Linked DNA regions of Mus musculus: region 1 is linked to region 2. The links are chromatin contacts, called in public promoter capture Hi-C maps. All regions are on one chromosome and are shown on one strand. Each heading gives the region's core, a stretch centred on a gene start, on an enhancer-like site or on the middle of the called end of the contact. The rest is flanking DNA. Distances are from core to core; before and after follow the strand shown. Region 1 has its middle 17 kb from the start of Nckap5los. Region 2 overlaps Fmnl3 (formin-like 3).

Evidence for each region. Capture Hi-C pulls out chosen DNA fragments and counts their contacts.
Region 1: a promoter capture Hi-C map of adipose tissue shows a contact between it and region 2. The contact joins two enhancer-like sites. A contact is called at or near these places in 4 of 15 datasets of contacts at CTCF or cohesin (the G1E-ER4 cell line, the NIH/3T3 cell line and embryonic stem cells), 31 of 484 Hi-C or Micro-C datasets (the Ba/F3 cell line, the G1E-ER4 cell line, the HL-1 cell line and 17 more), 8 of 115 datasets of contacts at active chromatin or transcription factors (the HPC-7 cell line, bone marrow-derived dendritic cells, bone marrow-derived macrophages and 5 more) and 4 of 9 other capture datasets (adipose tissue, embryonic stem cells, liver and 1 more).

Annotation. Positions count from the first base shown.
Region 1 is chr15:99,413,023-99,418,250 of GRCm38.p6, reverse strand. No RefSeq gene overlaps it. Among named protein-coding and RNA genes, the nearest start is that of Nckap5los, 17 kb to the left of the region's middle. Within about 2 kb of position 1,575, at least 66 of the 459 cell types and tissues checked have an H3K27ac peak or open chromatin away from gene starts, as enhancers often do. A contact at or near this core is called in the G1E-ER4 cell line, the NIH/3T3 cell line, adipose tissue and 4 more, where this site is marked.
Region 2 is chr15:99,330,787-99,335,602 of GRCm38.p6, reverse strand. It overlaps Fmnl3 (formin-like 3), which reads left to right. Exons shown (of 27, transcript NM_011711.2): 4 at 673-749; 5 at 3,533-3,616. Among named protein-coding and RNA genes, the nearest start is that of Gm22951, 35 kb to the left of the region's middle. Within about 2 kb of position 2,497, at least 292 of the 459 cell types and tissues checked have an H3K27ac peak or open chromatin away from gene starts, as enhancers often do. A contact at or near this core is called in the G1E-ER4 cell line, the NIH/3T3 cell line, adipose tissue and 4 more, where this site is marked.

The DNA of each region.
Region 1 (5,228 bases), core at 326-2,825, 84 kb before region 2:
CAGTGCGCCAGCACTACCTCGGGCGGCCATGTGTGTGGATACTCAGCTAATCCTCTATACAACCTCTTCATGTGGGTGATCCTGTTACCCGGGTCTGATAGGGTAGGGAGAGCCAGAACGTTTAAAACGTTAAAGCCTGTGTATAGATCAGCCGTGATTCAAGCCCAGACACGCCGGCTCCAGAGCACACTCAAAACGACACCAGATAACACTGGGGGGACTGAAGTGAGAGGACGGAGAGTTCCAAGCCAGCCACAACTACAAAGCCAGAGCAAGACCCCGCCCCACCCCACCCCGCCCCACCTACCACCAGGGCCCGAGAGCTGGGTCAGTAGTGCAGACTGAAGAGTCTCTTCCAGGAGACTCAGTAAGTCTGGTACACACGCTGGATGACTCCATCTCTGGGGAATCTGACACCTCTAGCCTCTCTAAGCACCTACACCCACGAGGAGCACACACACACACACACACACACACACACACATATTGGGGTAGTCACTCAGTGGTAGGACGTTTGTTTAGCAACAAAGTCCTGAGTTTGAAAAATGAAGAAGGAAGCCGGGCGTGATGGAACAAGCCTTTAATCCCAGCACTCAGGAGGCAGAGGCAAGCAGATTTCTGAGTTCAAGGCCAGCCTGGTCTACAAAGTGAGTTCCAGGACAGCCAGGGCTACACAGAGAAACCCTGTCTCAGAAAAAAAAAAAAGAAAGAAAGAAGGAAGGAAGGAAGGAAGGAAGGAAAGAAAGAAAGAAAGAAGGAAAGAAAGAAAGAAGGAAAGAAAGAAAGAAAGAAAGAAAGAAAGAAAGAAAGGGAAGGAAAGAAGAAGAAAGAAGGAAAGAAAAAGAGAAGAGAAGAGAAGAGAAGAGAAGAGAAGAGAAGAAAAGAAAAGAAAAGAAAAGAAAAGAAAAGAAAAGAAAAGAAAAGAAAAGAAAAAATGAAGAAGGAGAGGATGGAAGAAAAGAAAGCTTAGGCTGGGCTCCCACCCTACCCACCCCACCCTCATCCATCACCCCAACAAGCAAAGTGCGGGTGAGGAGAGACTGGGTGGTGAGCCAGAAGGATGAGGTGTGTTGTTAGCGGTGGAGTCTTGCCCATCTCATGCCAATGAAATGAGGCAGAGGTAAGAGCTGTCAAGGGGAGCGTGGGGGGTGGGGTGGAGTGGGGGTGGGGTATCTCAAAGTGATATGTGGAGGAGGAGCAACTGTGTGGGCCGAGGGAAAGCAGCTAGAGTCTTAGGGTGGAAGAGCCATCAAGAAATTAAATTTATCTTTTGTTTGTTTTGTTTTGTTTTGTTTTGAAACAGCGTCTCACTATGTAGCTGAGGATAGCCTTGAGTTCATGACAATCTTCCTGTCCCTACTGTGGCCTCTCCATGTCTGAAAGTGTTGGGTTGCCATATCAAGCCTTTCATTCTTTAAGCAAGAAAAAAAAAAAAACCAAACAAACAAACAAAAAAAAACTCCTTTCCCTCCACTTGAGAAAATGTTGCCAGTAGATGGCGCATGGGAGGCAGCTTCACGGTTTGCGGGGCTACACTGCCCTCGTGTGGCTATAAGAAGAAATACAGGGTGTCCTCCACCTCTTGACAGCTTTGGTAAGCCTTGGGTGAAGCCAGAGAATATGAATACCCTGTCCATCCCTGCCAGTTCTCCCCATCAGCCTTGCTTTCCGGGAGACACATTTCCTACTACCAGTTTCAACGTAGACGGGCTGTCAAGGCAGCTGAACTACTCTGAGCAAACTCTCGTGAAGGCATGACATCAGCGGGTGACCAGCCCATATCTGTCCTTCATCCCTGTCGAGTCTACAACAAACATTCACAGGGCACCCAATAGGTGGGAAGCACCGGGCAGCCTGTAGTGGACACTGAATGTGAATGGCGTTGTGGACCAGCGTGTGTATGGGGGGTGGGGGGGGGAGGGGGCTCAAGTGGTGAGATTCTGTCCCTCTGCTTTCCCCTCCCAAGTGCCCTCACTTTCTGGAAACCACAGGACAGAAATGCCTTCGGACGCATCTGAGTTGTTGCGTATGACATGGTTAATTTCCACACTGAAGATGTGCAGATGGTTTATTCAGTCAACAATGGAAGAATAACTGAATTGTTCCCAGTTTGGGGCTAATTAGAACTAAAACTGGAGCTGTGTTCACGAGGTAGAACCCCTGCCTAAAATGCACAAAGCCTGACCTGGGTTCAGTTTCCAACCCTGCATAAAAAAAAAAAAAAAACCGAGATGAGGTGGCAAGTGCCTGTAATTCCAGAACTGGCCAGAAGGGGGCAGGAAGATCAGAAGTTCAAAGTCATCCTTAGCTACATAGTGAGTTTGAGGCTAGCCTGGTCTATATGAGACTTTGTATCAAAATGAAAATAAGGAACTGGAGTGGCTGGAAAGGTTGCTCAGTGGTTAAGAGCACTGACTACTCTTCCAGAGGTCCTGAGTTCAAATCCCAGCAACTACATGGTGACTGGCATCCATCTGTGATGGGATCTGACGCCCTCTTCTGACATGCAGATAAGAGCACTAATATAAGAGAGAGAGAGAGAGAGAGAGAGAGAGAGAGAGAGAGAGAGAGAGAGAGAGAGGAAGAAAAGAAAAGAAAAGAAAAGAAAAGAAAAGAAAAGAGAAGAGAAGAGTTAGAGAGATAACTCAGCAGTTAAAAGAACACACTGCTCTTGCAGAGGACCTGAGTTCAAGGTCTAATTTAAATTTGAGTTTATAAGAAGCTGCCAAATAGTGCTGCAGAGGCTGCACCATCCTCCTGTCACCAGTGAGGGGCATGTTCCTCCACACTTCCAGCAGCACTCAGTGTTATCAATATCTACATATATGTATATATGTACACTTACACACACACATATATATTATACACACATTATATACATGTATTACATATATGTATTTGTGTAATAAATTCATATATATTATATGTATGTTCTATCCATATTTTATGCCTGCTTTAATTTACATCTCCCCAGTGTTTGATGAGCTAATTTACCATGACACCTAGACTGGCCTTGCTCCTAATCTCTGGCCTCCCTCCACCTCCCAAGTGCTGGATTTACAATTCAGGCTAGCATAGACCTTACTGAATAGCTCAGGATGGCCCCAAGCTCCTGGCAGTTCCTCTGAATTACCTGCCTCAATGCTTTGGTTACAGGCATAAGCAACCAGATCTGGCTAAAATTTTGTTTTTAAAATTATTTTAATGTTTTTCAGTGCAAAATTGAAATCAGGGTATTACACAGCCTAGGCAAGGGTTATACCACTGAACTCCATTCCAGACCCTAAAATTAATTTTAATTGACAGATAAATTATATCACAGTATGTGTCTACATTGTAAAACCAAGTCATGGGCTGGTGAGATGGCTCAGTGGGTAAGAGCACCCGACTGCTCTTCCGAAGGTCCGGAGTTCAAATCCCAGCAACCACATGGTGGCTCACAACCACCCGTAATGAGATCTGATGCCCTCTTCTGGAGTGTCTGAAGACAGCTACAGTGTACTTACATATAATAAATAAATAAATCTAAAAAATAAAACAACAAGTCATATCACATAATATACTGGAGGTCAAGCCTTCAGCCTCACCCCGGGCATCTTAGGCAGGTGCTCTGCCACCAAACACATGTCCAATGCCCCCAGCTTTCTTAGTGTCCCACTAAGTGCCTTTACATTTATTTTATTTTATTTTATTTTATTTATTTATTTTGAGACAGAGTTTTTCTGTGTAGCTCTGGTTGTCCTGGAACTCGCTCTGTAGAACATGCTGTTCTTGAACTCACAGAGATCCTCCTGCCTCTGCCTCCTGAGTGCTGGGCTTAAAGGCCTCCACCACCTGGCATATTTTCTTGTTTTTAATTATGTGTATCTGTGTATTTGTGTGTGGGTGGGTGTACATGAGTACAGTGCCCACAGAGACCCGAAGAGGGCGTCAGAGCTATGGGAACTGTATTGTGAGTGCTGGACAGTGATGGTAGAAAGGAGCCCTGGTCTTCTGGAGCAGAAGGAAATGCTAGCGACTGCTGAGCGTGTCGTGTCTCCACAGCACACCGCGGTGTTCCTGGTTTTACTTGTTACATCCTCTGGATGAAGCAGAGCACTAAGAGGTACTGAATGTTCCCGTAAATGGTCCTTAAACTTTAGAACTTCCCGTGATCCAGATTTCTTATTCACAAAACAAAATGACAAACTTTTTTTTTTTCTTCTGAGTATCACAAAAGTTTATTTAGCAAAAGGTTTCATAAGAAGATGTCCATGGGACCTGGTGAGATGGCTCAGTGGGTAAGAGCACCTGACTGCTCTTCCGAAGGTCCAGAGTTCAAATCCCAGCAACCCCATGGTGGCTCACAACCATCCGTAATGAGATCTGACTCCCTCTTCTGGAGTGTCTGAAGACAGCTACAGTGTACTTACATATATTAATAAATAAATCTTAAAAAAAAAAAGATGTCCATGACCCAATTCACAGTCAGACAGGCCCTTTAATTAATTAATTCATTAATTCACAGTCTAGACAGGGAGGGAGGTGGGCATCTCTGCTGAGCAGCCATTGTTTAGACTCTTTCCAAGGCTTCTAAGGTGGTGACGCTGTTTCCTGTGTGATTGCGGTTAGTTCCAATGCTATTCTGTTGCCCAGGAGTTCCTGCCTCCACCCACTCACCAGTCACAGGAATCATAAGGGGAGCGAAGCTCCTTAGCATTCCCTGTACATGTCTGCCACCTTCAATGATAACTTCTCCTCCATAAACTTACTTTCAGGAGGGCGGTGACTTCACTTATGGTGACTCCTCAGCGGGCTCCAGCAACAAACTTATCGCCAGTGTTAACTGCTCTGCCTGGGGGTGCATAATGTTACATTGTTTCTATTAAGATGACACTAGCGCCTGCTACCATCACCTATCTTCAGACAGGTTTTCAAATTAAGGATACATTAATATGGATAATTCCTTCATCCCTCGGTGAGGATATCTCTGTGGAGGGAAATACTTGCCCATGCATGCCCAAAATAAAGTTAGAATAGAAAAGGAAGGCTAAAATGCTGTTTCCCTTTCCGGGTACTTAGAGTGGCTGGTTGCTAGGTTCCTCCAAAGGTGGTCAGTATTTTAAGAGTATAGCAAACGAAATGGGCCTGTGAAATGGCTCAGCACGGCGAAGCTCCTGTCACGTTTAAATTGACAGACATATCAAACATGCGCGTGCACGCGCGCGCGCGCGCACACACACACTAAC
Region 2 (4,816 bases), core at 1,248-3,747:
GGCTTTGAGGTCTAAAGTGACTGTCCAGAGCTAGAGGGAAGCCTGTAATTGCACTCCCTGTGTTTTCTTCTCTGCCTCCTTTATTTATAGTATAAAATTGGATAGCTGGGTATGGTAGTGTATGGCTGTGATACACTTAGAAGACTGAGGCAAGAGGATTGTGGGTTCCAGACTAACCTGAGCTACATCGCAAGATGCTGCATACATCCTCCTCAAACATAGACAGGGTTGAGAAAGAGGTTAGAGAGATGACTCAGCAGTTAAAAGACCATGCTGTTTTCCCAGAGGAGCCAGCCTCAGTTCCTAACATCCACAGCGTCTTACAACTCTTGTAACTGCAGTTCCCAGAACTCCAGTGTTGTCTTCTGGCCCCTTTAGGCAGTGCATGCACACGGTCCATAGACATGCAGGCAGGCAAAGCACTCATACACAAAAATATAAATAAATAAAATCGAGAGGGGGCAGGCGTGGTGGTGCATGACTTTCATCGAAGCACTCAGGAGGCAGAGGCAGGGAGCTCTCTGAGTGTGAGGCCAACCTGATCTACACAGTGAGTTCCAGGACAGCCAAGGCTACACAGAGAAACCCTGCCTTAGAAAAAAAGAAAAAAAAGGAAAAGAAAGATGGTTGGCAGGGAATGCCCATCAAGTGACAGAGGCTCCCTGTTTACAGAAGTTCCGGAGGAGAGTGCAGGAGTCCACTAAAGTCCTACGGGAGCTGGAGATCTCACTTCGCACCAATCACATTGGGTAAGTCAGGTTTGTCATCTGCTCTCCCTGACACCAGACACTGCCTCCCACACAGGTTTGGGTCCCCTTTTTTGGTTTATCCTTCCGGCCATGAATAGCATCTGGCTCCACAGAGCTTTAGACGTGCCATTTCTGGCTTTTCTGCCCTTCTGTACTGCCAGCTGCTGACCGGTTACTTCTGGCAAGCTTGGGGCCTCTCTTGGGGTCCTGTGGCTTTGACTGGAAGACATTCCCATAGCAGCTGAGACCAGAGTCTGCCTGTGGTCTGGTACTGGGCCAAGAAAGGCCTGGCAAAGGTTGGGACGTGAGATGTATTATATTGAACAATGAAATTAGTTACTAATTGGTGACTAGTTAGATTTTTTGGTATAGAGATTACTTATTTGTTTGAAAGAAAATAATCTTTGTACATGAGCAGAAGAGGCTTCCTAAAGCACTGGAGGTGTAAGACAGGATCAGGCGTTGGCTGTCTCCCGTGCTCACAGATCCTATTGCTGCCAGTGCGCTGAGTGGGCCCCAGGGTCTGTGCAAGACTTTCAGCCTGATCAGGGAACCAGGGGTTGCTGAGGAAGCTAAGGGCTGATGCTGAGGCTCAGGGAGAGTACAGCGCCTCTGTCCCATGAAGCTGTTCCAGCAAGAGTAAGAAACAACTGGAAAGAGTGGCCACACAGAAGGGACAGTGAACTAAGACCGCAGCACTTCAGGTAGGGGTGCCTCAGTGAGAGCAGTGAAGGGTGAAGTGGGTTTCTGGGTAGATGCCAGCCTGCGTCCCTGAGCTTTCTGAGAGTAAGGTGGAAAGAGCCACTGACATCACCAGCTTTTCCTCTTTTGTCAAGCGCAGCCTACGTGTCTGCCCCAGGCCTGATGTGCCTGGACCCCTTTAGAGGGAGAGGACATCTGTATGTAGCCAGCTGCAACAGCACTCAGAAGGGAAGCAGCACAGGAGAGGACAGGAAAGGGACCCTTCCTGGTGTTGGGAGCTGCGCTGTGGTAGCCAAAGCATGGCTTCCACACTACAGTCATCTGTGACCCAGACATGGAAAGCCACCAAGAAAGGTGTGGCCAAACCCTGCTGTCCCCACTCCCACCCTTAAGAATCTCACAGAAGGAAAACTAGGAGAGTGCATCACTTAGGCTTTGTGTGTGGTTGAGAGTGACACTGTGGCAGTCCTGAGCACCCCGGGCCTCTCTCAGGCCTTGCCGTCTTCTCTAAGTCCTGCTGTAACTGGTGGGAGGATGGGGGGTCTGCTCTCCTTGGCAGAGGAGCACAAAGAAACAGTCCCCTGTGGTTAGCACAGTTCCAGGCCCCAGGGCTTCTTAGCATTGGCTCACAAGTTTGAGGTCTAGACCCAGCCCTTGGTTCCCAGGGAAGAGTTAAGCCCGTGCCATCTAATCTGAGGCTTCTCTGGGTAGTTCTATGAGGAGACAGGATCCTTCTCTTCAGGAAGCTTGTCAGGCTAGTCAGGGGTGGAAGGAGGCCAGGACCAAGTGAGAAGGGGATCCTGCTTTGCTTACAGCCAGATGGACGGGGTCCTGCAGGAGTGAGGCCCGCGGTGTATGGGGTCTCTTGCTCTGGGCTGAGGCTGCCTGAGTAGGATTCCAGGGCCCTCTAGCTCTTGTGGTTTGTATTGGTTTTCTGCCTTGTCAAAGTGCCCTTTAACCTCCCCTCAAAGTGTCAGGATCCCTAAAATAGCAGTGTAGACTCAGACAGGAAATGAGAAGGGGGTGGGGAGCTGGAGAGCAGACAGACAGGAAATGGGAGGCCTGTCGGCCCCCAGAGAGGAAGCTAACTTGAGGCAGCTCCAGTGTCAGCTTCAGCTGGAGCTTTGCTGGCAAATCAGCCAAGCCTGGTGCTCTAGCGCCAGCCTCTCAGCTGCGGGTGTGGCTAGCCAGGATGGAGCTGGTGTTCCAGCTGTGGGGTAGACACAGCCCTGCAGGGCAGTTTGGACACAGCTGGACTATGTAGTTCCATGGACATTTCAGGAGGACTAGAGTACTCAGGAGAACAAGGCTTCCATCCTGAGGGGTTTAATGTCTCTGCACTGAAATAGACCTGTCACAACCCCCCACCAATTCTAAGGGAGTTTGCTCTTCACTTTTATTCCAGAGTTAGCATAGGCCAAAGGGAAAGCAAAAATGCCCCAGGTCATTGTCCTCCTGTCTGCTCACCTGCCTGCCTTTCCACATTGCCATCTTCCTGGGAGAGCCATGACTGGAGCGTGTATGTTCCCTAAGCTTTTTTGGTTCTGCCGGACCCACTCCAGCCGAACACAGAACTCTCACAACCATCTTTGCTCATTGCTTCTCAAAATTGAACTCAGCGGTGAGCCCTCTGGCCCTGTAAGGCTCTCTTTGAGATTTATGGCACTAGGGACTTGCAGGCTTTTCCAGGCCCAGCTCTGTGAGTGGTGAATGCTCTGGATGCCTCCCCAATTCCTCCAGCACATGGTGGAAAAGGACTTCATGCCTAGCATTGTATCAGATCAAAGGGACACAGGAAATAATGGGGTTATAACCTGGCCCAAGAGGAGAGACTGGCTAGAATCTCATCTGGCTGAAGCCCATTTGTGATGTATTCTCCTGCCTCTGGGAAGTCCAGGCTGGCAGCATGACCACATAGGGGCCTGTCATAGGTTATGGTTTTCAGGATTTTCTCAGCCTGATAGTAGGTTCCAGTAGCATGCAAGAGAGCAAATTTATTGAGGGCTAGATTGCTGGGTCAGAGCCTCCACCAAACCAAGCCAGTTTGCACACTACATCCACTGTGTTTGCTGTATCTGCAGGTGGGTGAGGGAGTTTCTCAATGATGAGAACAAAGGCCTGGACGTGCTGGTGGATTACCTGTCATTTGCCCAGTGTTCTGTCATGTAAGTACCACAGGGCAAAGGTTGGGGACTCACTGGGAAGCAGACAGTCCCCATCTATTTAGAAGAAGGATGAGGGCTGGGAATGCAAGCCAGCAGAGCATTGCCTGCCATGTGCTGAGGCTGAGGTGTCAGGCTCCAGCATGGGGGAAATGTGGGGTGGGAAAGAAAAAGGAAGAGTGAGATTCCAACAGAGAAGGTGGGCATGGGCATCCCCAGAGCAGGAGGAAGTAGCTCAAGTGTTGCTGCAGACATGAGCAGGCAAGACAAGGGAATAGCAGGCATCAGCAAGGACTGGAAAGTTAGCTGGAGTAGAAGACATGTTCTAGGGAGCATGAAGAGAACAGTCCGGCAAGGGAGCTTGGAGTCAGAAGCCAAGTGATCCAAGTACCAGGCTGCAGGACCTCCAGGAAATAGCCTGGATCCTCAGGAGACAGGCTCCTTAGGGTTTCATCATTTCAACAACATTGAGTCTTCATGAGGCAGCTTGGGCCCTGAGATGTGAGAGGGTGACTATAGGCCTATTGTTGAGGAAGGCCAGTGAGCGTGGTGACCTTCGACCCGAACAGATCGAATAAGTATTTGGGAGCATTTTCAAGACATCCTTTTCATATGGAGGGAGTTAGCTGTTGGTTAGCACAGGAGAGCAAGCATGGTGAGGTGCAGTGAATGAGAGCTTTTGGAGTCAAAGTTGTGTTGTGCACTATCTGTGGAACCTCAGGTACCTTTGTCCTCCTGACTAAACAAATTAGATGGGAAGGTGTGTATCCCTCTTAGCCTCCTCCCCTGGTGGCTGCTCTGCTGTTAGTTATCACCCAGGTGATAAGCCTGCCTCTAATCTTTGGACATAGAGAAAGAAGGCTAACTGTGATAGTAAATGAAGTTAGCAGCATATGCAGGCTTACACTTTAGTTAGACAAGTCAGCCTAAGGAGGACAGTCCAGGTTTGCTCTCAGCTTCCCATGGGTCCCGAACTGAAAGTCCCTAGTCTGCAGAAATCCGGGTCTTGAGCCTTGGACCTTGCCTAGACATCTGCTTGTCCACTGTCCCTGCCCTTATGGCTCTTCTTGGTCCAGTGTGTTTCCTCCAGGGGACCTAGCAATGTCTCCCAGGTTTAGCTTCCCATCCCACTTGCAGGTCATTCTCTTTAAAGCCAGAGTAACCTGCTTCCCATCCACATCTCTGTGGAAGTCCTACTTCACG